Linked DNA regions of Mus musculus: regions 1, 3, 4, 5, 6 and 7 are each linked to region 2. The links are chromatin contacts, called in public HiChIP or PLAC-seq and promoter capture Hi-C maps. All regions are on one chromosome and are shown on one strand. Each heading gives the region's core, a stretch centred on a gene start, on an enhancer-like site or on the middle of the called end of the contact. The rest is flanking DNA. Distances are from core to core; before and after follow the strand shown. Region 1 overlaps Jdp2 (Jun dimerization protein 2). Region 2 holds the start of Tmed10 (transmembrane p24 trafficking protein 10). Region 3 has its middle 10 kb from the start of Gm32296. Region 4 holds the start of Pgf (placental growth factor). Region 5 holds the start of Eif2b2 (eukaryotic translation initiation factor 2B, subunit 2 beta). Region 6 holds the start of Rps6kl1 (ribosomal protein S6 kinase-like 1). Region 7 holds the start of Jdp2 (Jun dimerization protein 2).

Region 1 (2,965 bases), core at 224-2,723, 250 kb after region 2:
CCCTGAGGACTTTACCCAATTCATTAAGCTGGCTCCTTTGGTTGTTATAAGAGGGACAATCAGATAAACTGTTCCCATGTCCAAGGAGCCTGCATTTGCTGTGGCTGCCCTTGAGTTCTTAACTGTTCTAGGACTAGGGAGGAGTCACTCCATCCCTCTGGCAGGGACAGTTGTCTGCCATACTTCATCTGTGTTAGTACCCAGGCCCTTCCTTGCCCATCTGAACTGTCACTCTAATGGTATAATCCTTCTGTCCTCCAGGCCAGGCATCCCTGACTGTGACCTCATTTGACCTTGTCACGTGCAGAATTTTTTATTAGCCAGCGTTCAGTTCCCTCGATGGAGAGGTGGCCGTTCTGCTGAGTGATTTGTCAGTGATCTATTTCTTGCGCCTGAGAGAAATTGGCTGAAATCTGTGGTTTGGCTGCACGGCCTGCATACAGATGAAACGGAACTGCCTTGGTGGAGAATAATTAAGCTCGGGACCTTGTTTTTCACCTTCACAGTGAAAGACAAATGACTTCCAAAGGCTTTAATGGGTTGGCACTTGAAAAGGGCGACTTTGGCCAACTCAGGCTTTCTGAGCCTCCCTGTTCATAAATATTCTATGCAGTGCCTGAGCCTCCCTCGAATGGTATAGGGAGTCAGTGCGTGAGAGTTTATCCCTCAGTTTGTAGGCCAGTGGCTTCCAGACATTTCACACCACACACCATTGTTCAGAGAATCCATTTTTGGAACTGGGGAGATAGTTCAATCAATAGAGTGCTTGTTGCATAAGCATGGAGACCTGAATCCGATCTCCGGCACCAATTTAAAAGCCAGATGTAGTGGCACAGGCCTCTGATCCCAGGGCTGAGGCGGCAGAGACTGGAGGGTCCTTCCTCAGTGGTCAGCCAGTCTAGACAAGCTTCAGGTTTTGTAAGAGGCTCTGCCTATTAATAAATAGGTAGGTAGGTAGGTAGATAGATAGATGATAGATTAGATAGATAAGGTAATGAGCTATTGAGGACGACACTCAATCTCAACTTCTGGCCTGCACACGTGTGCGCATGTACACACACAAACACACACACAAAGTTTCAACTAGATTATTAACTTTTGAGAAGAAAAGTGTTTTTTCCGTGCCATTTGTTTTCGGTTTCGTTTGCGTTTGGTGGATAATGAGAATCATCTCATCTTTGGAAGTAATTGTCCACTGGGGGAAAAAATAGATTGATGGGCCTAGAGATGGGGAAGCAGACCACCCCCCCTCCTTAAACCATAAGTGTGGACCAAGCCTGAAATAGTCTCATTCCAACAAAAATCTCCGCTCTCCAAGCACTCTTCCTTTATAGGACTCGAGGGCCAGCTCTCCTCTCCCGTATTAGCACTGGTCCCTGTCTGTGCCAAGATGGCTGTTGCTGGGTCTCCTCTGTGCTCTTCCCTGGTAGCCATGTTTGCTCTTTCCCTAACAGTGAATGGGTGTCACCCTGCTCAGCCTGGTTTCGCAGGCTTTGTTCCAAACACAATGCTGTCTTTTCTTAGCCTTGGAAACAGGCTGTTCTGAGTGGCTTTTTTCGAAAATGGCCCTTCCCTCCTGTGTGTGCTGTAAATCAGCCCACGCCTAGCAGCCTTTTGTTTTACAGGTTCTCTCTTGACCCAGAGGAGATTTTTCCCCCCTGTGGGTAGAAGGCCAAGGACATTACTTCTTGGTGAGGGGTAGTGAGAAGATACGTTAGTTTAATGGGTGAGTCTGTGGCACTGGTCTAACAACTCATAAAGGTCTACTAATTTGTAAAAAAAAAAAAATATATATATATATATATATATATATATATATATATATATGCTTCTTCCCAGAAGACAGTAGCCTTCTGCCTGGCCTGCCAGTGTCTTGCCCGGGACCTGGGCATGCTTGCTTCCCACTCTGAGCATGCGGCCTCATGACGCATGGAGATATAGAATTTTAGGGGTTTGTCTGTTCCATAACCTCAGGCTGGGGTTTAGTGTCCAGCCCTGTGTTCCTCTCTACTGTTGCCAGCAGGTACAGGCACCAGCTGTGCCTGGGCACTGGGGAATTCCTGCAGGGCATCTGGTGCCTCCATCAGCACTCCCACAGAGCCTTCTCCCAGGGTTGCCAAGGGGCCCTGAGGGAGCAAGGCCTGGTGCTTGTGTTTGTCATGGTTACATCCTGGTTCTGCAGACAGCAAAGTGCAGTAGCAAAACACTGGAGCAGGAGTCAGGCAGGAATCTCGGGATCTTGTACGAGGGCCATAGGGCTGGTCCCCGTCACTGTAAAGGGGGAGAAAGTTCCCAGGTTCCTGTCTAGATTGAATTTCCTCTCCTTTTAGCAAATGTTGAGCAGTCTACTGGGCACACAAAAAGCCAACAAGACACAGGCTTTGTCTTCATGAAACTCCCAGTGTTGTGGAGAGAGCCTCGGAGGGTAGAAAGCAGCACAGCAGGGCCAAGGGTGAGTTCAGCATTGAATGGGAGCTCTGTGCAGAGGGATGCTTCTCAGCCTGAGGGCTCAGAGTCAAGGAGGACTTCCTGATGGAGATGATATTTCCTGCCCCCCACCCCCCCAACGTAAGCTAGAACATGGGATGGGAAGACCAAAAGGAGGCTCCCAGCAGAGTCCGGCAGGGTCCGGGGACAGATGGTACAGTGGCTTGGACCAAGGTAAGAAACAATTCAAGGTGACACAGAGCAGTCAAGTAGCCGAAGAGGATGAGCCCAGCAATGTCCTTTGAACTTATCCTCTAGGACCCAGTTCCTGTCCCCAAGTGTGAACCTGGAACCAGCCTCAGTTTCCCATCTGTACACTCTAGGAGTAGGTTTAGATGTTTGCCATTTAGTCTGTGAAAATAGAAACGTCTTAAAAGAGATCTAGGGAATGTCGGTGTGCTTCCTGCCATGTGACCATTCCTCCAAAGGACAGAATGAATGAGCCCAAGGAGGATCACAGAGGAGGTCTAGCCCAGTC
Region 2 (2,869 bases), core at 266-2,765:
AGTTTTTCTCTCCCAAATAAAGTCTGTTACATTATCACTACTGTGGCCCAATACTTTAAATATAAACAATATAGCTGAAGCTTGTTAAGATGCTCAGGGGGTTAGATCACTTGTTCCACTTTCAAAAGACCCAAGCTGGGGTCCCAGCACCCATATGGTGGCTCATAACCATCTTGAACGTCCAATCTAGAAAACTTGATGCCCTCTTCTGGCCTCCATGGGCTCTAGGCACCCACCAGGTATACATACATACATGCAGCCAAAATTAAAAAAAAAAAAAAAAAAAAACTTAAATAAACTGTTTCTATTTGGCTTAAGAATGTGACGTTTTCCTTCTGTTAAAAAGAAACAACAACAAAATAACTAGTGCTTATTGTGAATGAACACAACTATTCAGAACACAACCAACTCCACTATTAACAACTCAAAAATCTAGTCAAGCAAAACTCCACTGAAAACTGGGACCAAATGGCATTAAGTAAAGTAGCTGTCAGCATACAGGGATCTAGGTGACCCTGGTGTAACTAAAAGAAGGGACTAGAGACTATGACCATCTTGTGATCAATAATAAATCCCAGGAATCACAAATAAGCAAAAGGAAGGTTTTAGCACTTTTCCATCAATACACTTAGCTGGTCAAATCCATCTCCAACGATTGTTCACCCTACTTGAGCCTCAGTTTCTGAGTCTATATAACGAGGCCCATGGTTCCATAGGGTAGTGTTTGAACTAAACGCACAACTTTAAGTGGCACAGGAAGTGACGCTTCAGGTGCCTAATGAACAACACATTTTATCAGTCACAGCCAACGTTATTGTCTGCTTTATTCGGTAGGTGTTGAGGTATCTTATGATGCCAACCCCCCATTGATCCTCGAAACATTGCTCAGGAAAATCACGTTAATTCCTCGATTCCTGAGACTTCACAAGACACAGAACCCCGATGACAGCCCGAAGTGGAAACAGCCCTAGGTCTCCGGACTCTAGGTCCGCCAAGGCAGAACTCTGCCCTTCCAAGGGCCCCGACTTTGGCGCGCGGCCCCGCCCCGCGAACCCCAACGCGCGGGGTGAAGGGGCGGTCCCCACCGCGCAGACTTAGCGTTCAGGGATGAGGTTGGGGGGAGGCCAGGCCATGCCCCAGCCTCCGCCCGCTCGCCGGCCCGCCGGCCTCCCCCTACCTCGGCCTTCCCCGGACTACGCCTGCCTTCCTGCCGCCCACCGCCGCGCCCCGCCGCCGCACCTTGAGGTGGGTGCGCAGGCCGCCAGCGCCCCCAGACTGGTCGGTGATCTCGTAGGCGCCCGTCACCAGCAGGTCCTTGTGGATCTCCTCTCGGAGACACTTGCGAGAGTTCACGGGCAGATGGAAGGAGATGCCGAGGACCGAGCTGGGGCCGAGCAGCAACAGAAAGAGCCAGGCGGACGGGAGAGGGCCAGGCCGGGAGAGTGGGCCAAACAAACCAGACATGGTGCCGGAGCCTCGTTCACCACCCGGGGCCTCTAGCGCGCCGGAACCGGGAGCACCCACGTGACGCGCCTCTGCCCTGGCGAGGCCGTCCGCGCCATTTTGGAGATTGGCTAAACAGAAAAGGAATGTAAAGCAAATAACTTCTAAGAGGAAGCAAAGATTTGGTAGTATGTCATAACTACGAGTTTAAGGGTCTATAGAGAAGTCCCCAGGAGTTTTTCGTACACGTTTTATTTTTTAATGGTGGTGAAATACTTCCGAGTGAGCCATAGTAAGTATGGGCAGCCTCGGAAGTAATTGTTTTAAGCCCCCGGAAGCGGTTCATGCGAGTTTTTAAAATCGACGACACCATAGCAACCAGCCCCCAATAAGAAACAGCCACAAGGCCTTCTCTGAGCCCGCCCACCAGCTGCGTAGACTCGGGGCTAAGGCACCAGAGGAATTTCGGTGTCCTAACGCTTACTCCAAAGGGTGTTGGGACAGTGGAGCACTGAAGAGGGAAAACATAAGAGAAAATTTTAATTTGGCTTTTAGTGAGTGTGGGTTGCTAACTCAGAGGAGAGTGCGTAGAGGTCAGCGGGTGAATGTGGATTGGCAGGTATCCAGTTAATGCAAGTTGGGTGTTCCCAACGCACTTATTTATTTAAGACACATCAATAGTCTTCTGCGATAAACTGCACTCAAACCAACATTTAAATTTTTGTTTTGGTCCAGTCAGTGATGAGCATAAAATATTATTTTACCAGATGAGTGTTGTCAAGGGGAAGAAACGGCGTGTTTCGAAAGCATGTTCTGTACCTCCGATAGGTCTTTTTGGTTTTGTTGTTGGTTTGGTTTGTTTCTTTGGATTTTTTTTGTTTGTTTGTTTGTTTCTTTTCTTTCTTTCTTTTGTGTGTGTTTTGTTTTATTTGTTTCTGTTTTTCGAGATAGGGTTTCTCTGTATAGCCCTGGCTGCCCTGGAGCTCACTCTGTAGACGAGGCTGGCCTTAAACTCAGAAATCCACCTGCCTCTGCCTCTCAAGTATTGGGGTTAAAGGCGTGTGCCACCACTGCCCCGGTGGTTTGGTTTTTTGAGACAGGGTTCTTTGTGTAGCCCTGGCTCTCCTAGAACTCTAGAGACCAAGCTGGCCTCGAACACACAGAGATTCACCTGCCTCTGCCTTCTGAGTGCTGGTTTTAAAGGCATGCACCACTGCCCTGCTCTTTTGTAGTAAACTGATTTGTATAGGAATTGTTCATCCATCCGTTAGTAAGTCTTGATTACCTACTACGTGCTAGAGAGACTACAATCATTATGTCTAATGTGTTTATTGAGGTACATCCTTTCTGCTCAATAAACTGAGCACCAAACAATGGGAATACACACCTTTAGTCCCACCAGGGCTACACAGAGAAACTCTGTCTT
Region 3 (2,710 bases), core at 78-2,577, 140 kb after region 2:
AGTGACAGAGTGGGGCCCTGCAGCTCCCACCCCTGAGCCCTTCTAGCTACCTGATTCCACTGTGGCTTTGTGAGACAGCTATGGCCTTGGTGACTTAACTGCTGGTTTAGTGCCGAGTTAAGAGGAGATGTTGAGATGACAACAGGTAGTGGAGATGAAACCTCAAAGGGAGGGAAGGGGTAGAGGAAAGGACATGTCTGCACATTTTTCAACTTCCCTGGCTGAGGATAAGTCATTTGAAAGAGGAACTTAATACTCTCCCAACTCTTCCGTTATTTTTATAGCACCCTCAGAGGGATTAAAGATTGAATCCAAGTAAAAACAGCAAGCCTTCAGTGTCCAGGAGAGTGTAGGAGTTAGTATGCTAATCTGTGGACCTAAAATTGAATATCTTTTCTTTCTTTCCTTCTTTCACTAGTTTTGTTTGTGTGTTTGTTTGTTTGAGATAGTTTATCATGTAGCCCAGGCTGGCCTGGAACTTGTTATGTGGCCCAGGTTGGCCTCCAGCCCATCCATCCTGTGTCAGGCTGTCGAGGTATCCCACATCCCAAAACACACAGTAAATTCTAGCCTCTTGAAGCCGATAGGTAAGGATGTTCTTAGGAAGAACTCACACTGAAGCCCACTAGACAAACACATGGTGTCTAGGTAGGGAGTGTGGGACCCCGACTTAGAGCATTTCTCCCTGGAAGGTAAAGCCCCTGGACATTCCCCAAACTTGTTTTCCCTGATCTCTAAAAATACAGCCAGAAAGAAGCTCTTTGTTCTCTATAGCCAGCAAAAAGCCTTTTTGTTTCTGTGCCTTACAGCTAGAGATGAGATAATTGTAGGAAGACCTACAAGGACATGGAGATAGACACTGGAGAGGAGGCTGCAGCTCACTCTCCCCTCGCCAGAAAGGAGCTGTAGCCAACTTTTTTCCCAACTCCTCCCAACTCCTCCCAACTCCTTCCAACTCCTCCCAACTCCTTCCAACTCCTCCCAACTCCTCCCAACTCTCCTCCCAACTCCTCCCATTCCTCAGCTACCTGTTAAAAGCCCCCTACTGTCACCGCTCCCTCAGGGTCGAACTCCCCTGCCCTGAAAGGCTCGAGGGGTTCGTCCTCAGCTAGCTGATAATAAAACCTCTTGCAGTTTGCATCAGGTGTGGTTATCTCTCGGGACGTTGGGGTGTTGGCCAACTAATCTCGGGACTTGAGCGGAGGCCCAGCTTCGGGGGTCTTACAGGAGCAGGGTGTAGAGTGAAATCTAGCAAGGCCAGGCTTGGTCCTGATGCAGCCATAGGGAATGGCAGAATGCTTGGTGCACAGCTGCAGTCCCAGAATTGAGGGTACTGGGGAAGGATTGCTGTATGAGGCCAGCGTGGGCTACAGAGTGAGACCATTTCTCACAAAACCAAACACCAGTGACACCAGCGAAGAGGGAACCACAGGCTCTCAGTGTCTCGGTAGTTCAATTTGAGAAAAGCTTGCTTCCTATCCCTCTGAAATCTGATGTGAGTTCAGCACACAACTGTCTTCCCTGGGTGACTCAGTGATCCACGCTAGCAATGATTCCTGGGTCACACATGGTATTCGGTGAGTCATACTGTCTGTGCCACACAGAAAGACTGAGGCATGTGGGGAAACTACTAGTAGCTTTAAGAGGCTAGAATTTACTGTGTGTATATTGGGATGTGGGATGGTTTAACAGAGAAATTATAGGGGGTCAAGTCAGGCTGAGGCCAGTTGCATTGAACCTGGGAAGCCGCCTCAAATGCTAAGGAGTTTGAGAAGGAAGTGAAAGTTCTTCCTTTGACATGATAGAAGGTCCAGCTTAGAAAGATGAGGTTCTTTTTGGGGGGTAGAGATAGGTGAGCAAGATTAGGGGACAGACCAGTAGGGACTGTGGCGATGGCCCAGCAGGTAGGCTATGCTAGTGTGAGGACCAGAGTTCCGATCTTTGAAGCCCATGTCAATGCTAAATGTTCTAAAGCAGACCAAGGCAGAGATAGGTGATTTCCAAAGCAAACTCGCTCTTTAGGCTAGCCATATCGGAGAACTCTGGGTTTGATTGATCAATCCTGCCGCATTGAACGAGGTAGAAGAGTAACTGAGGATTATTTTCAGCATCAACAATGAGCCTCCACATGCACCTGTACACACATACATGTGCATGGCACACACATATACGTCTACATATGTGCACACCACATACATGAAAATGGAAAAAGAAGAAGCAGAAACAAACAAATACATACACAAATAAATTCATTAGTTGGGAGGTCAGGGTACCCTGAGTACGTCTGGGCTGTGAAATGAAAGGGTTGGCTGTCTCCAGGATCTGTGAAGGACTCGGAGGGGAGAGAGAAGTGGGGGGTAGGGTACATATTGTGGGGGCTGAGCAACTAGAGGAGGGATCTATTCATCTATTCAAGCATTGGAGAAATCAATTTAGGGAAAAGACAATGTGATCAGTTGGGGACTTACTCAATTTCAGGCATCAACAGAGAGAGAAAGAAGTCCAGAGGACATTGGGAGTAAGGGACTGAAGCCCTTAAAGAAGAACAGCGGGGGGGGGGGGGGGGGGGCTGATACTGTTTGCACCATAAACCACGAGTTGGTGGGATTTGAAGTCACAATGTTGCAAAGCCTGTGTTGTAGGGTGAGGCATGCTCTTCAGGGGCGGGGTCTGCTGTGTTGTAGGATGAGGCATGCTCCCCAGGGGGGTC
Region 4 (2,927 bases), core at 313-2,812, 200 kb before region 2:
CTTACCTTCCACTTCTGTTGAGTTGTTCCCAGCAGACAGGGCCCCCTGCGGTGGACACAAAGGTGGAGCTATAAGGAGGGGGCATATTCTTGGGGCTCGGCTCTTTGAGCCCACCCCAAGCTCCTCCCCCATCCTCTGCTAAAAACCACCTGACTTTCTGGCCTCAGTTTCTTCACTTGGAAAAGGGTAGGAGGCTTCTTGTGTTCCCAAGTGCTTGTAATCCTGTGGGGTCTCTCTTCTGCCCAGCCCCCAGGCCAGTCCTGCTGGGCCTACTACAGCCCGCCTTGGCTGGGTGCCAGAGCCCAGGGGGAGGGTGATCAGCTGGTGGGAGCTCAGGGGCTGGAGAAGAGGCGGCGCCATGAGCTGGTGCTGCCTGCCAGTAACGTTACACCTCGAGCTAACACTGCAGCAAGCAGACGGATGGCCTGGCTGCTCGGCAAGGGGACTGGACAACCCACCCACTCCTGGGCTGGGGCTGAGGGCTCCCAGGGCAGTGGGCAGTGCAGCGGGCAGTGCAGCAGGAAGGGAATGCATTGGCTTTGTCAGGATTTTGCTGCCCAATCTGGCTCCCTGCCAGACTCACCCAGCTCCTGGGAAAAGGGCCCTGCTCACTTCCCCAGGCCCTGCACTCAGGACCTTCTGACACCCACCAGGAGGAAAGGGCACGGCAGGATCCCTTGTCATATCTGAAGCCCACCCAAGAGCCCTCTGCTCAATTGGAGCAATGGTGGGGGAAGGGCCTCACCTCCCCACCTCAAGCTTCTTTAGTCAGCTCCTTCCCCACTAGGCCAGGTCAGAGGTCCTGGGGGCGCCTGGTTGGTCATGGGGCCACAACCCTGACCACAGGGCCAGGGAGCTGACTGGGATTAGTGGACGGATGCTTTTTGCAAAGCCACTAGGGCTCCAGGGGCTAGACAGGAAACCTCCCTCATTCCCTGTGGCTTCCCTGCCCCCACTAAGACAGCCCCCAGGAATTGGGGACTGCCCAGCCAGAGGTCTCCTCCCTGAGGTCCAGCCCAGCCCCTGGGAAATATGTGGGCACCCTAGCAGAAGCTGCTCTCTAAAGTGAGTCTGTAATTAAAGACCATAGCCCCTGTTTCTACGGCTAGGATGAGAAGGTCAAGAGGAAGCCAGGCCAGGTCCTTACCTGGGAATGCACAGCCAACCCAGCTAGGACCTGTAAGAAGCAAGTGAACAGCTTCATGACCAGCATCTTCTCAGACATCCAGAGCCAAGGTCCTTCAAGGCACAATCACCATGCTCGTCCCCCTTGGGGGAGACGCTGATACCAGAGGAGAGGAGAGGAGAGGAGTGTCCCCCTCACTGCTGTCCTAGGCTAGGTCTCTGCAGTCTGCCTGAGCATCCACAGAAAGCCGGGGAAGTCCGGAGCTCACAGGTAGGGCTGTGGCTGAGGAAACTGGTGAGGAGTGTTCCGGCGAGTCGGAGCGATGTGAAAGGATCTTAGGGGTCCGATGACCCTAGCTCCTCTCGTGAGTGAGCAGAAGTCTGAAGATGCGGTTTCCTTCTCAGACTGCAGCTTCCCTACGAACTGAAGCTAGTCGGCCGCTGGTTTTCAAGACCGTGTATGGGGCGGGGCTGCAGCCTGCCCGCCCACTTCTATCTCGAGGCCCCAGGAGCAGCCCGGGAGCGCTGAGAGCCGGTTGGCGGTGAGACCTGAGTGCGCGTGACCCCGCAGGGCGCTGAAGGGGCGCTGCCGGCGCAGATCTCCTGGCCCCTCGGAGCTAGGCGTTCATTAGCTTGCCCCAGGGTCAGCCCGCAGCGACAGCCAAGGTTGCACCTGGCTCTTCTGGAGCCTCCAGGTGCGGACGTCCAACATCTGCCTTGGAGATGGCTGGGTACTTAAGTGACCTCTGCAGGGAGTGCAGTACTAAGAAGGCAGCATCTTGCTGTGGCCCTTCATGACCAGTGCCATCCCTACACAACCCCGGGAGGAGAGGTGACAGGATTACTAACCCCATTTTATAGACTAACAACCCGATCCTATGAGAGGGCACCACCTGCAGATGCTGAACAATGTTCATATTCACACTAGGAAAGTGTATGTGTGCCCGCGGGCATCTGCCTGCGTAGACAGGGATCTGGCAGAGACAAGACAAGCTACGTGCCTCCAGAACCGTCCCTCTATTCCATGTACTATCTGACCTGGTAGGCAGGCACAGGGCAGCCCAGCTGTGGGCTGTACACAGGAAACACCTCGGGGCACCTGGCTAGACCTAGGTCCACCACCACTTCCTCCTGTCAGGTCAGGCCAGCCTATTAGAGGTAGGGAATGGACTAACCTGGCATCACCTCCCGAGCCCAAGCAGAAGAGGAAGTGTTCTAGAGCAGCAGGACATGCTGAGGAGAGGTGGTGTCTGCATGGGCACTTGTGTATACCTATGAAGCTGTGTGTATATGTCACCCACTGAACGTGCCCAGTTACACTGTGTGTCGCAGATCTGGGTCTCTGGGTATCTCTTTGTACTTGTGTGCAGCCATGCATGTCTGTACTTTTGTGGTAACCTCCTGTGTTCCTGAGTTGTTCTTCATCACCTACCATTCTAACAAACCTCTGTGACCAGCTTGTGGGCTGGTTGCAAAAACCTGGCAGCATCCAGAGTCAGAAGTTGGTGGGTGGCTGTGGGGGAGGAGATGGGCCTGGGAGGTGGCTCTTGGATCACATTCCATTCAGAGGCAGGGAGGCTAGGGCAGTCCTGGCTCTCACCCCCAGTGACCTCTGTGTCTGTGGCCTGCTGCCCACCCACAAGGGGCTGCCAGAGATGCTGCCTCTCTGTCTGGTAGGCCCTGAGGCCTGCAGGTCCAGGAGCCAGGGGCCAGTCACTGGCCAGCTAAGCGGGGGTTGCAAAGAACATTCTGACGAGCTCCAACATGCTGGGGATTGTACAGTAGACAGATTGTCTCCCTGG
Region 5 (2,749 bases), core at 121-2,620, 160 kb before region 2:
TTGGGAGAGCTGGCCCTGCACGTTGCCTGGGCAACACAGTAGAGTCGGCCCTGAAAGCAAAGATACAGGTGAGCCAGACCCCAGCAAATTAAACAATATGCTATTTAGAGATTGCAAATATTTACTTTTTAATGTACTGCTGCATTCTATTTTTCTAGTAATTTATTAGGTTTTTCTTTTTGTTTTGCTAATGACAGGTACAGTTTTCCTGTACTATCTTTATATGATTTTGATACCGATCTAATCCCTCTGAAGACAATTTATCAGCTGTAAGGAAAGTCTTAAAAGTCTGGAAGATTCACTTTTGAGACATTTATCTTATATTTTTGGTTGTGAGCCTAGCCTTTAATGGCTGAGCCATCTCGCCAGCCCAAGACGTTTATCTTAAATAAATAAGAGATTCTAATTCCGTTTGGGTTCAGGGGACCCAGGATAAGCACAGCCTTTTTACCTCCCTAACTGCTTCAATACCGTGAATCTCTTTCTCAGTTTGTAAAGCCGGGGGAGGAGAACCTACCTCATGTAGCTGTATGACAGTAAGAACTTACAGCACTCAATACCTAGTAAGTGTCGGGTCAATGGAAGGACTTATTACATTGCATGTACTCGCCGGCCTCCAAATTGCAGGACAGCATTCTTGGTGTCCTATTAGCTTCTACTTTGTTTGTTTGTTATTTCGAGACAGGGTTTCTCTGAATAGCCCTGGCTGTCCTGGAACTAACTTCGTAGACCAGTCTGGCCTCAAACTTAGAAATCCACCTGCCTCTGCCTCCCAAGTGCTGGGATCAAAGGCGTGCGCCACCACAGCCCGGCTAGCTTCTACTTTGAATCTCTTTCATTAGTGACATTCCTTAGGGCTTTCGAGGCCGAGGATATAAAAAAGCAAACAACAACGTAAGAGCTAGGAATAGGAATGGTGGTACCACTTGCCTAGCACCTGTGAGATCCTACGTTCAATTCCTTGCACCGAGCGGGGAAAAGAAAGATAAAGTCGGTGGGGAATGGAACCCATTGGAAAAGGTGAACATGTTCAACCCGCGTTGCAGCAGCACTTTTCTGGGCGTCTCGAGCCCTGGACTCGCACTCATGGAGGCGTCTGCCAAGCATCAGGCAGCGATGGAGCCAGGAAGGAGGAAAGCCACTTCTGCTGGTCGCAGGGCGGGAGAGCCGCTCGCTGTTCCCATAGCAACCAGACTGGCCAGCGTCCTCCGGGCCTCCCGGCTCGGCGCGCAGACTCCCAAGGGGACCCTTCCAGCCGTCACTTCCCGGCGGTGCGCCCAGCTCCGCCCTAACACGTTTCTGATTGGCCTCAGCAGAGGGAGGGGCGGGCTTACAACTCCACGAACTCAATTATGTTTCACCGAGCGGAAGTTGACCTCTCTCGGCCCGGAAGTGAAACAGTGCTTTGGCAATTGAGGCTTCTGTAAGTGAGTCCCGGGACGGTGTTGGAAATGCCGGGTGCCGCGGCGAAGGGCTCGGAGTTGTCCGAGAGGATCGAAGGCTTCGTGGAGACTCTGAAGCGAGGTGGCGGGCAGCGCAGCTCGGAGGACATGGCTCGGGAGACCCTGGGGCTGCTGCGCCGGCTTATCACGGACCACCACTGGAACAACGCGGGTGCGGCAACTCATCCTCGTTCTTGTTCTATTCCTGAAGCTGATATTCACTTTCACCGCGCGCCTGCCCCGTTCACTCGGTCTCTCTTGGGTTTCAGGGGACCTTATGGATTTGATCCGCAGAGAGGGCAGGAGGATGACGGCTGCGCAGCCCTCCGAGACCACCGTGGGAAATATGGTGCGGAGAGTCCTCAAGATCATCCGGGAGGAGTATGGCAGGTCAAACTCACAGCTTGGGTGGGCTCCTGGTGGGACCAAGGGGTGCTGGCTTTTGGTTGTTAAACCGTGCCACCTATCAGCTTGAAGCCTCTGTTGTGGCTGAGCTGCTCCCGTTGCCCCAGTGATCACTCTTTGGGTCTTGTTGCCTCCATAGACTGCACGGGCGCAGTGACGAGAGCGATCAGCAGGAGTCCCTGCACAAACTCTTGACATCCGGAGGCCTGAGCGAGGATTTCAGCTTCCATTTTGCCCCACTTAAGGCCAACATCATTGAGGCGATTAATGAGCTGCTGGTGGAACTGGGTAAGAGATCTGATCACTAAGTGGACAAGTTAGGTCGCAGGCAAGTGAAACAGTCCCCTAGAAATTGTGCATTGACAGGGATAGGCGAGATCACCAGTCTTCTGGTTTGAACACCCATTTGGTAGGAGTGGATGGAAAACACCAAGCTTATAGTAACTGCATCTTTCAAGACAGACCTGCTCTTTAACAGTATATTAAGCGAGAGATTTCTTTTAGGGGAAGTTATTTTATTTTATTTTATTTTATAGCAAATGAACTTGCTGGGGATGTAGCTCAGTGGAAGAGTGCCTTACTTGAGGCTCTGGGTTTCATTCCCAGTGCTGCAAAAAACAGAAAACGAGTTCCCCAAAGCCGCATTTGGAAGTTTCTTTTTCACTAAACTTCATCTTGACTTCAAAAAATGTTTACTATTAGTGGTGTGTGTATGTGTGTGTGTGTGTGTGGGTCACAGGGCAACTTTGTAGAATTTGCGCATCCCCCTTTATGTGGGTTCCAGGGATGGAGGGCAGGTTTCCAGGTTTGCCCATCAAGCACATTTACCCACTAAGCCATCATGCCCACCCCTTTGAGGTATTTATATACATACCGCCTCCATCCTCACTTGCAGATTTTTG
Region 6 (2,862 bases), core at 122-2,621, 220 kb before region 2:
GCCCTGCTGTTGTGACCTGTAAGAAGCAAAGGTCTTAGGGGAGACACGTGTTGGGAGCCACACCCCTACCTGTACTCCAGCTTCCTCTACTAAACATTGGAGAGACAGATGTTCACATCCAAAAGCTGGAGGGACGAGCGATGGTAAGGTCCCGTCTTTGAGCTGGGTCCTACCTCAGTGTGGCAATGATAGATTAACACAGCAGTGTGTGTGTGTGGGGGGGGGGCTTTCTTTTCTTTTCCACTCAAATTCAGCTCCACAAATACCATGCTGTATGAACGGAGCACGGAAAACTGGGGGTACCTGTGACCCACAGCTGCCTTTGAGGGGTGTCCACAGAGTAAACCTAGTGTCAAGAGCATAGTAAACATACCAAAGTCACACACTGGCTTAAAGCTGGTCTCACCTCTCCTCCACCTCAGGTCTCCCCTCCTCCCTGTCTTCCTTGTGAAGTTCCATTCAGCTCAGGGGTACCTCTCCCCAGACAAAACCTTTGGCCCAGAGAGGTCCTGAGTCAGCAAGTGGGGAACTCCCCCCCCCCAATACCCAGGCTCCAAGCCGGAATGGCGAGCTCATCAAAGCCCCCTGGGAGATGAGGTGATTGACAGATTAGATGCCAGTTCATGTGGAGTTCAGCGAGAGTGTCAGGGTGACCCAGCCCTATGGAGGCTATCCCAGAAGTCCAGGGGCCTGTGCGCCCTCCCAAGGACCTGACAGTAACTCCTCCCCAAGCAATGTGTGACCCCAATGGCCCAAGGGATAAGAGTGGCGGCTGCCAGAGGGGAAGGGGCAAAGAGAAAGCAGCCAGCAGTGCGGTCCCTGTCCCTCACAGCAGCCTAGCAGCCACCGTTGCTGTCTCGGGTACCCTGGAAAATGACCAGGGGGTAGCTTTTCTCCCTGGATCTTTTCCACCTCGGCAAGGAAAGAGACACAGGATAAAGGAAGAGGTGGGGAGGAAACGCACATATCCAAGCAGCCAGGAGGCCAGGAGATGGAGAAAGGCGGCCTTCCTGCTCTGCCAGGCCCAGCGGGATAGGTAGCTTCGAGGCCTGTGCTGGGGCACCGACGCCGGCTGCGCAGGGCTGCGAGTTGCGGGTCCAGCTTTCGGAGCCGCGTGCCTAAGACTATACACGTCAAGCAAGCAGCGCGTGCACGACCCCGGCACACAAGGTGCATCACTATAGGGAACGTCCAAGGAGGTCGGGCTGAGGCAGGGAGGGGAAGCCTCCTCTCCTGAGAGGATGGCTCAAGAGCAGACCAAATACTATACCTGTCCGCGTGCCAGAGCTCCGGGCCTTCCCGCCAACGCTGTCCCTTCACCTTCTGCAAGGCTCCGTCTGTGCCTACCACCCTTCCGCAGGTGCCTGGGGGCGGGGGTGGGGCGTCTAGCCGGGTGCCTGCCAGCCATTGGCTAAGGATGAGCTCATCCTCAACCCGTTAGAATAAACCTCCAATCATCGTTCTCCTCGGCTTCTGACAGCCCTTAAAGCCCTAGAGTTTGCAAGGCCAGGAACTCAGGAGTGGGAGTCAGTGGGGATGGATGTGGGTGACTGAGTGTAGCAGGGAGAGAAAAGGTCTATTGTCACCCAGGGATGTGGCTGCCTTAGACCTCTAAGCCAATGAAACTTAACCACAGCACGTTCAAGAGACTTTCTTCATTCACTACTTCAGTTAGTCAATGTTTCTCTGTTGGGTGTGTACTCTGCCCTAGGGCTTAGGGTAGAGCTGCCTCTATGGCTTCACAGATCAATCTGCCCAGGGCTTCCTGGGCTCTAAGGTCAGGCGAGTGGTTCGGAGTTGAGCAGCACCGAATCCTAACCTGGAGTCAGAAATGCATTCCCAAGAAAGGCACAAACGACCCCGACCCCCTTACTTGTCAGAAGCCACTCTGCGCTTTGCTGTGACCTTGTCTCTGGTAGTTTTCCACACCGGTCTCCTCTGACTCCTCTTCCTCCTCCACACCCCTTCCTCACCCAGAGCTGTTGTCGTCTCTGGGGATCACACTCAGGTCACCAGGCTCAAATGGCAGCACCTTATGCACTAAACCACGTCACCAGCCCCAGATTTATCTCTTTATTAAAATAAAACAACCTTTTAATTTTTGAGTTATTTATTTTTATCTTATGTATATTGGTGTTTCGCTTGCAAATATGTCTGTGTGCGGTGTTCGATTCTTGAAATTGGACTTACAGACAGTTCTAAGCTACCATGTGGGTGCAGGAAATTGAACCCCGATCCTCTGGACAAGCAGCCAGTGCTCCCAACCATGAGGTCATCTCATCATCCCTAAAGCATCTTAAGGGGGAGAGGGAGGGGGGAGGGGGAGAGACAGAGGAGAAGAGAGAGAGAGAGAAGAAAAGAGAGAAGAGAAGAGAAGAGAAGAGAAGAGAAGAGAAGAGAAGAGAAGAGAAGAGAAGAGAAGAGAAGAGAAGAGAAGAGAAGAGAAGAGAAGAGAAAGAGAGAGAAGAAGAGAAGTAGCTTGGGTCTGGTATGGGCTTTCAAAACCTGAAAACACACTTCCTCCAGTGAGACCACACCTCCTAACCCTTCTAATCCTAGCAAAGAGTGTCACTCCCTTGTCACAAAGCATTTAAATACATGAGTCTATGAGGTCCATTTTTATTCACACGGACACATTTTAACAAGCTAAAGACAAAAAATTCAAAACTGAGCAAAGGATTTTAATAATTTCCTCAAAGAAGATATAAAAACAACCAGTAAATAGATGAGAAGATATTTAATATCATTGGTTCTTAAGGGAATGCAAATTAAAACCACAACAACGCATCGCTGATATCCACTGGATGGCCATAGTTAGACAAATTACCATAGCAAGGCTTGACAGTGTTCTGGGGAAACGGG
Region 7 (2,892 bases), core at 95-2,594, 220 kb after region 2:
TCCATTCACCTGTTCCCCCCTGCAGGAAGACTTACGGGTAAAATGGAGACCGATTCCTCCCTGCAGGCAGGCACGCACGTGGAGACCTGCTTGTCCGGCTTGGCGCGTGGACTTCCTTCCCTCCCTGTTGGTCTTTCGATCTCAGCATTTGTACTCTATGAAGACTTGAACTTTTTCTTTCACTTCCTTTCTTCTATGGGTGATGACCTGCTGTCTCTCTGAGAAGGAGGCCGAAGGTCACTGAGTGTCAACATTGCCACTCCTTTCTGATTTAAGAGGAAAGAGGGCGGGGGTCTGCCCCCCCCCCCAAGGGTATGGAGACCTGTGTGTGTCTATGTGTGTGTGCAAATAGTTCTCAGATGCCACACGCATTTCTGCCTGAGACAATCCGCCTTTGAGGGACTGTCATATTTTATCTAGAGTGTTCTTTACTATCTACTTCTGTAGCAGGGTGGGAAGAGAGCACGGAAGCTGGCCCTGGAGTCCTTGAGGAAGAAGGCCTTTGGAGGTTTGGCAGAAGTCAGGTAGGCTCACTGCTGCGTCCTGTCAAAGGGAGGCAAAAGCCTGCTGGAGTTGGGCAAAGAGCCCTGGCTCAAACTGGGCCAGCCACTGACAACAACGGTGGCCTCAGGGTGCAGTTCCACTTCAGGAGCTCGTTCATTCACCGCATGGCTTCAGGACGTCAGGACGCTTTGGTGGACAGTGGGTAGGGATTAAGGCTTCCAAACGCCTTAAACCCCCGCCCATGCTCCTCCGCGGAAAAACAAAACAAGCTTGCGAGATCCTGCAGCGTCCGAAGACACCACTGCGCGGAACCCTCGCTCTGGATTTGGGGGAGAGCGCACCGGACGGAGGAGGATGGTTCGGCGTGGGCTGAGCTGGAAGGGGTTCTCTGCTCATCCGGCCGCCGCCTTCGCGTCGCTGCCTCCCGGGCTGTGTAGCATTTTGGGGGTGGCGGCCGCAAGGCCGAGCAGGGGATGCGCTTACATAACCGCTCGCCGTGTCCTGCTGCCTCGCGCTCTCGGGAGCCGCGGGCGGGGCGCGCCGCCGGACCGCAATGCTGCCGGGACCAGCGCGGCGGGGCCCGGGCCGGCCCCGCAGGCGGAGGAGCGCGAGCATCGGCGGGAGGAGGGCGCCGGCGGCGGGGGAGGTGAAGGTCAGTGGGTGTGAAGCGGGCGATCCACACCCCCTCCTCCCCGTCCCCTCCTTCTCTTCCTCTCCGTCCCCCTCTGACGTGTGGAGCTGGCAGCTCGGCCGGTTCCGCATTCCCGACCCCTCCCCGCCACTCAGGGCCCGCTATATAGCCGGGGCTGATGCAACCCGTCCCGCCGCCCGCCACAGCCTGCGGGAGGGACACTCGGCGGCCGCGACGGGGGGCGCTGGCGGCAGCGGACGCTGCAGCGGCGGCGGCGGGGCTGGCGCCGCGGCGGCTCCCGGGCCGGGACGGGCCTGGGCAGCGGGCGGCAGCAGCGCGGAGTGGGCACCGCGCCTGCAGCAGGGTTCTGGGCCCGGGGCCGCCGCCTCCGCCAGCGGCTTCTGCACGGTGGGTTCACGGAGGGGGGAGGCGGGGCTGCGGGCACCTGGGGTGGCCTCCCCCGGAGTAGCTACCGCTGGGGCTCCCGCCACCCCAGGGCCGGAATACTCTATCGGATGGCTGCAGCCGCTGCCCACCGGTGGTTCCCCGGCTGGGCAGGACAGTCCTGTCTGTGGCCGGGACAGCGGGGCGCTCCCTCCTTGCTTTCCTTCCCCAGTGCTCTTGCTGGGAGGCTGTGCACAGACGGAGGAGAGGGCGGGGTGAGCGGGAGAAAACTGTGCCGGGGACTGCGGGGGACTCAAGGGGGCATGCACGCCCCAGACCTGCTGACAGGTCGCGCCTCAGCCTCTTCCGTAGCTCTCTTTGCAAGACCTGGAGGGGAGGGTATTGAGAAAGGCATCTAACCAACAGGGCTTCCTTCGCTTAAGAGCATTGCTGCGGCGGGCTCTGGCTGGGTTAGGAGGGAACCACGGGGCAGTCCCCAGTTCCCTTGGGATCCCGTCAGGCACATCAGGTTATATAAGAAGGTAAGCAGGCTTCTTTAGGTAACCTGCCCAGTTTAGAAGGCACTCTTCCTCCCCTCTTATCCAAGAAGGCTAGGCTTCCTGGACCCTTGGAGCGGCAGAAACAGGCTTTGCCTGGGTATCTGGAGGAGCTGGCAGGCCTGGGATGCCTTGACTCATTTGCAGAAATGGATGGGCCATTTGGGGATAGAGGTGGAGAGGCGGGTGCAAGAGGGGAATCAATCGACTATTTGAGTCAGCTCCCCCTAGAAGATTGTCCAGCCCTTATGTGTTGGAGTGGCACCTTCCAGGGGACTGTGGCACAGGTCTGTGTATTGTTAAATCTTGGGCCACTCTACCCAGGATCTTAATTCAGGCAGCATGGGAAACAGGCTCTGTACCACAGCTGGGTACCTGCCTGTCCCAAAGGCTGTTAGCAACTGTCTTCCTCGTCCCTCGACCTCACCCCCAAGTCTCCCCCACCCTCCAGGGTTTAAAAATCACCCCCTCTTGCTTTCCCTGCTTTTCAGCAAATCTGGCTGGCTTCAGCTTGGATGGCGGGCTTATCTTCCCGTGCAGGTTTCTAGGGAAGAGTTTAACCGGGGATCAGGTGTGAGCAGGGTTCTTTACAGAAACCTGAGGTCCGGGGATAGAAACAACTATTCTCCTGCCTCTAAGGCGCCAGAGGTTTCACTTTGCCTAAAGTAGTAGGGAGGATGGATTTCTCAAAGACTCCTCTGTTTCCCTTCCACGTTGGCTTCAGTTCAGAGGAGCTCTAGAATCTTCCTGAAGAGCTGGGTGCTGGGTGGTTTGAAAGGTTGCAGGAAGGACTGGGGGGAGATGGCCTCTGAACCT

Evidence for each region. HiChIP or PLAC-seq counts read pairs in DNA pulled down with a chosen protein or histone mark. Capture Hi-C pulls out chosen DNA fragments and counts their contacts.
Region 1: a contact with region 2 is called in an H3K27ac HiChIP or PLAC-seq map of extraembryonic endoderm stem cells, with 3 times the contacts expected there. The contact joins the enhancer-like site here to the promoter of Tmed10 in region 2. A contact is called at or near these places in 3 of 39 promoter capture datasets (the C10 cell line, liver and neural stem cells), 2 of 484 Hi-C or Micro-C datasets (Th1 cells and nephron progenitors), 8 of 115 datasets of contacts at active chromatin or transcription factors (effector CD8 T cells, embryonic midbrain, embryonic stem cells and 4 more) and 3 of 9 other capture datasets (adipose tissue, liver and pancreatic islet).
Region 3: an H3K4me3 HiChIP or PLAC-seq map of bone marrow-derived macrophages shows a contact between it and region 2, with 2.3 times the contacts expected there. The contact joins the enhancer-like site here to the promoter of Tmed10 in region 2. A contact is called at or near these places in 7 of 115 datasets of contacts at active chromatin or transcription factors (bone marrow-derived macrophages, embryonic hindbrain, embryonic stem cells and 2 more) and 2 of 9 other capture datasets (adipose tissue and liver).
Region 4: a contact with region 2 is called in a promoter capture Hi-C map of adipose tissue. The contact joins the promoter of Pgf here to the promoter of Tmed10 in region 2. A contact is called at or near these places in 2 of 39 promoter capture datasets (embryonic stem cells and hematopoietic stem and progenitor cells), 1 of 484 Hi-C or Micro-C datasets (embryonic stem cells), 3 of 115 datasets of contacts at active chromatin or transcription factors (acute myeloid leukemia, bone marrow-derived macrophages and microglia) and 3 of 9 other capture datasets (adipose tissue, liver and pancreatic islet).
Region 5: a promoter capture Hi-C map of adipose tissue shows a contact between it and region 2. The contact joins the promoter of Eif2b2 here to the promoter of Tmed10 in region 2. A contact is called at or near these places in 1 of 39 promoter capture datasets (erythroid cells), 3 of 115 datasets of contacts at active chromatin or transcription factors (effector CD8 T cells, extraembryonic endoderm stem cells and pancreatic cancer cells) and 2 of 9 other capture datasets (adipose tissue and liver).
Region 6: a contact with region 2 is called in an H3K27ac HiChIP or PLAC-seq map of embryonic stem cells, with 6 read pairs. The contact joins the promoter of Rps6kl1 here to the promoter of Tmed10 in region 2. A contact is called at or near these places in 2 of 39 promoter capture datasets (frontonasal cranial neural crest and stem cell-derived epiblast-like cells) and 2 of 115 datasets of contacts at active chromatin or transcription factors (both in embryonic stem cells).
Region 7: a promoter capture Hi-C map of liver shows a contact between it and region 2. The contact joins the promoter of Jdp2 here to the promoter of Tmed10 in region 2. A contact is called at or near these places in 8 of 39 promoter capture datasets (the 3T3-L1 cell line, the C10 cell line, hippocampal neurons and 4 more), 4 of 484 Hi-C or Micro-C datasets (bone marrow-derived macrophages, embryonic stem cells, muscle stem cells and 1 more), 10 of 115 datasets of contacts at active chromatin or transcription factors (the SCID.adh cell line, bone marrow-derived macrophages, cardiomyocytes and 7 more) and 3 of 9 other capture datasets (adipose tissue, liver and macrophages).

Annotation. Positions count from the first base shown.
Region 1 is chr12:85,619,753-85,622,717 of GRCm38.p6, forward strand. All of the region lies in intron 2 of Jdp2 (Jun dimerization protein 2), which reads left to right. Among named protein-coding and RNA genes, the nearest start is that of Jdp2, 22 kb to the left of the region's middle. Within about 2 kb of position 1,474, at least 55 of the 459 cell types and tissues checked have an H3K27ac peak or open chromatin away from gene starts, as enhancers often do. A contact at or near this core is called in embryonic stem cells, extraembryonic endoderm stem cells, neural stem cells and 1 more, where this site is marked.
Region 2 is chr12:85,373,202-85,376,070 of GRCm38.p6, forward strand. Tmed10 (transmembrane p24 trafficking protein 10) reads right to left here and starts at 1,516. Exons shown (of 5, transcript NM_026775.4): 1 at 1,240-1,516. The coding sequence starts at 1,464.
Region 3 is chr12:85,518,199-85,520,908 of GRCm38.p6, forward strand. No RefSeq gene overlaps it. Among named protein-coding and RNA genes, the nearest start is that of Gm32296, 10 kb to the right of the region's middle. Within about 2 kb of position 1,328, at least 46 of the 459 cell types and tissues checked have an H3K27ac peak or open chromatin away from gene starts, as enhancers often do. A contact at or near this core is called in bone marrow-derived macrophages and microglia, where this site is marked.
Region 4 is chr12:85,175,751-85,178,677 of GRCm38.p6, forward strand. Pgf (placental growth factor) reads right to left here and starts at 1,563. Exons shown (of 7, transcript NM_008827.3): 1 at 1,148-1,563; 2 at 6-45. The coding sequence starts at 1,213.
Region 5 is chr12:85,218,111-85,220,859 of GRCm38.p6, forward strand. It overlaps Eif2b2 (eukaryotic translation initiation factor 2B, subunit 2 beta), which reads left to right and starts at 1,371. Exons shown (of 8, transcript NM_145445.4): 1 at 1,371-1,614; 2 at 1,712-1,832; 3 at 1,987-2,135. The coding sequence starts at 1,452.
Region 6 is chr12:85,149,893-85,152,754 of GRCm38.p6, forward strand. Rps6kl1 (ribosomal protein S6 kinase-like 1) reads right to left here and starts at 1,372. Exons shown (of 11, transcript NM_146244.4): 1 at 1,271-1,372; 2 at 1-16.
Region 7 is chr12:85,598,072-85,600,963 of GRCm38.p6, forward strand. Jdp2 (Jun dimerization protein 2) reads left to right here and starts at 1,345. Exons shown (of 4, transcript NM_030887.2): 1 at 1,345-1,543.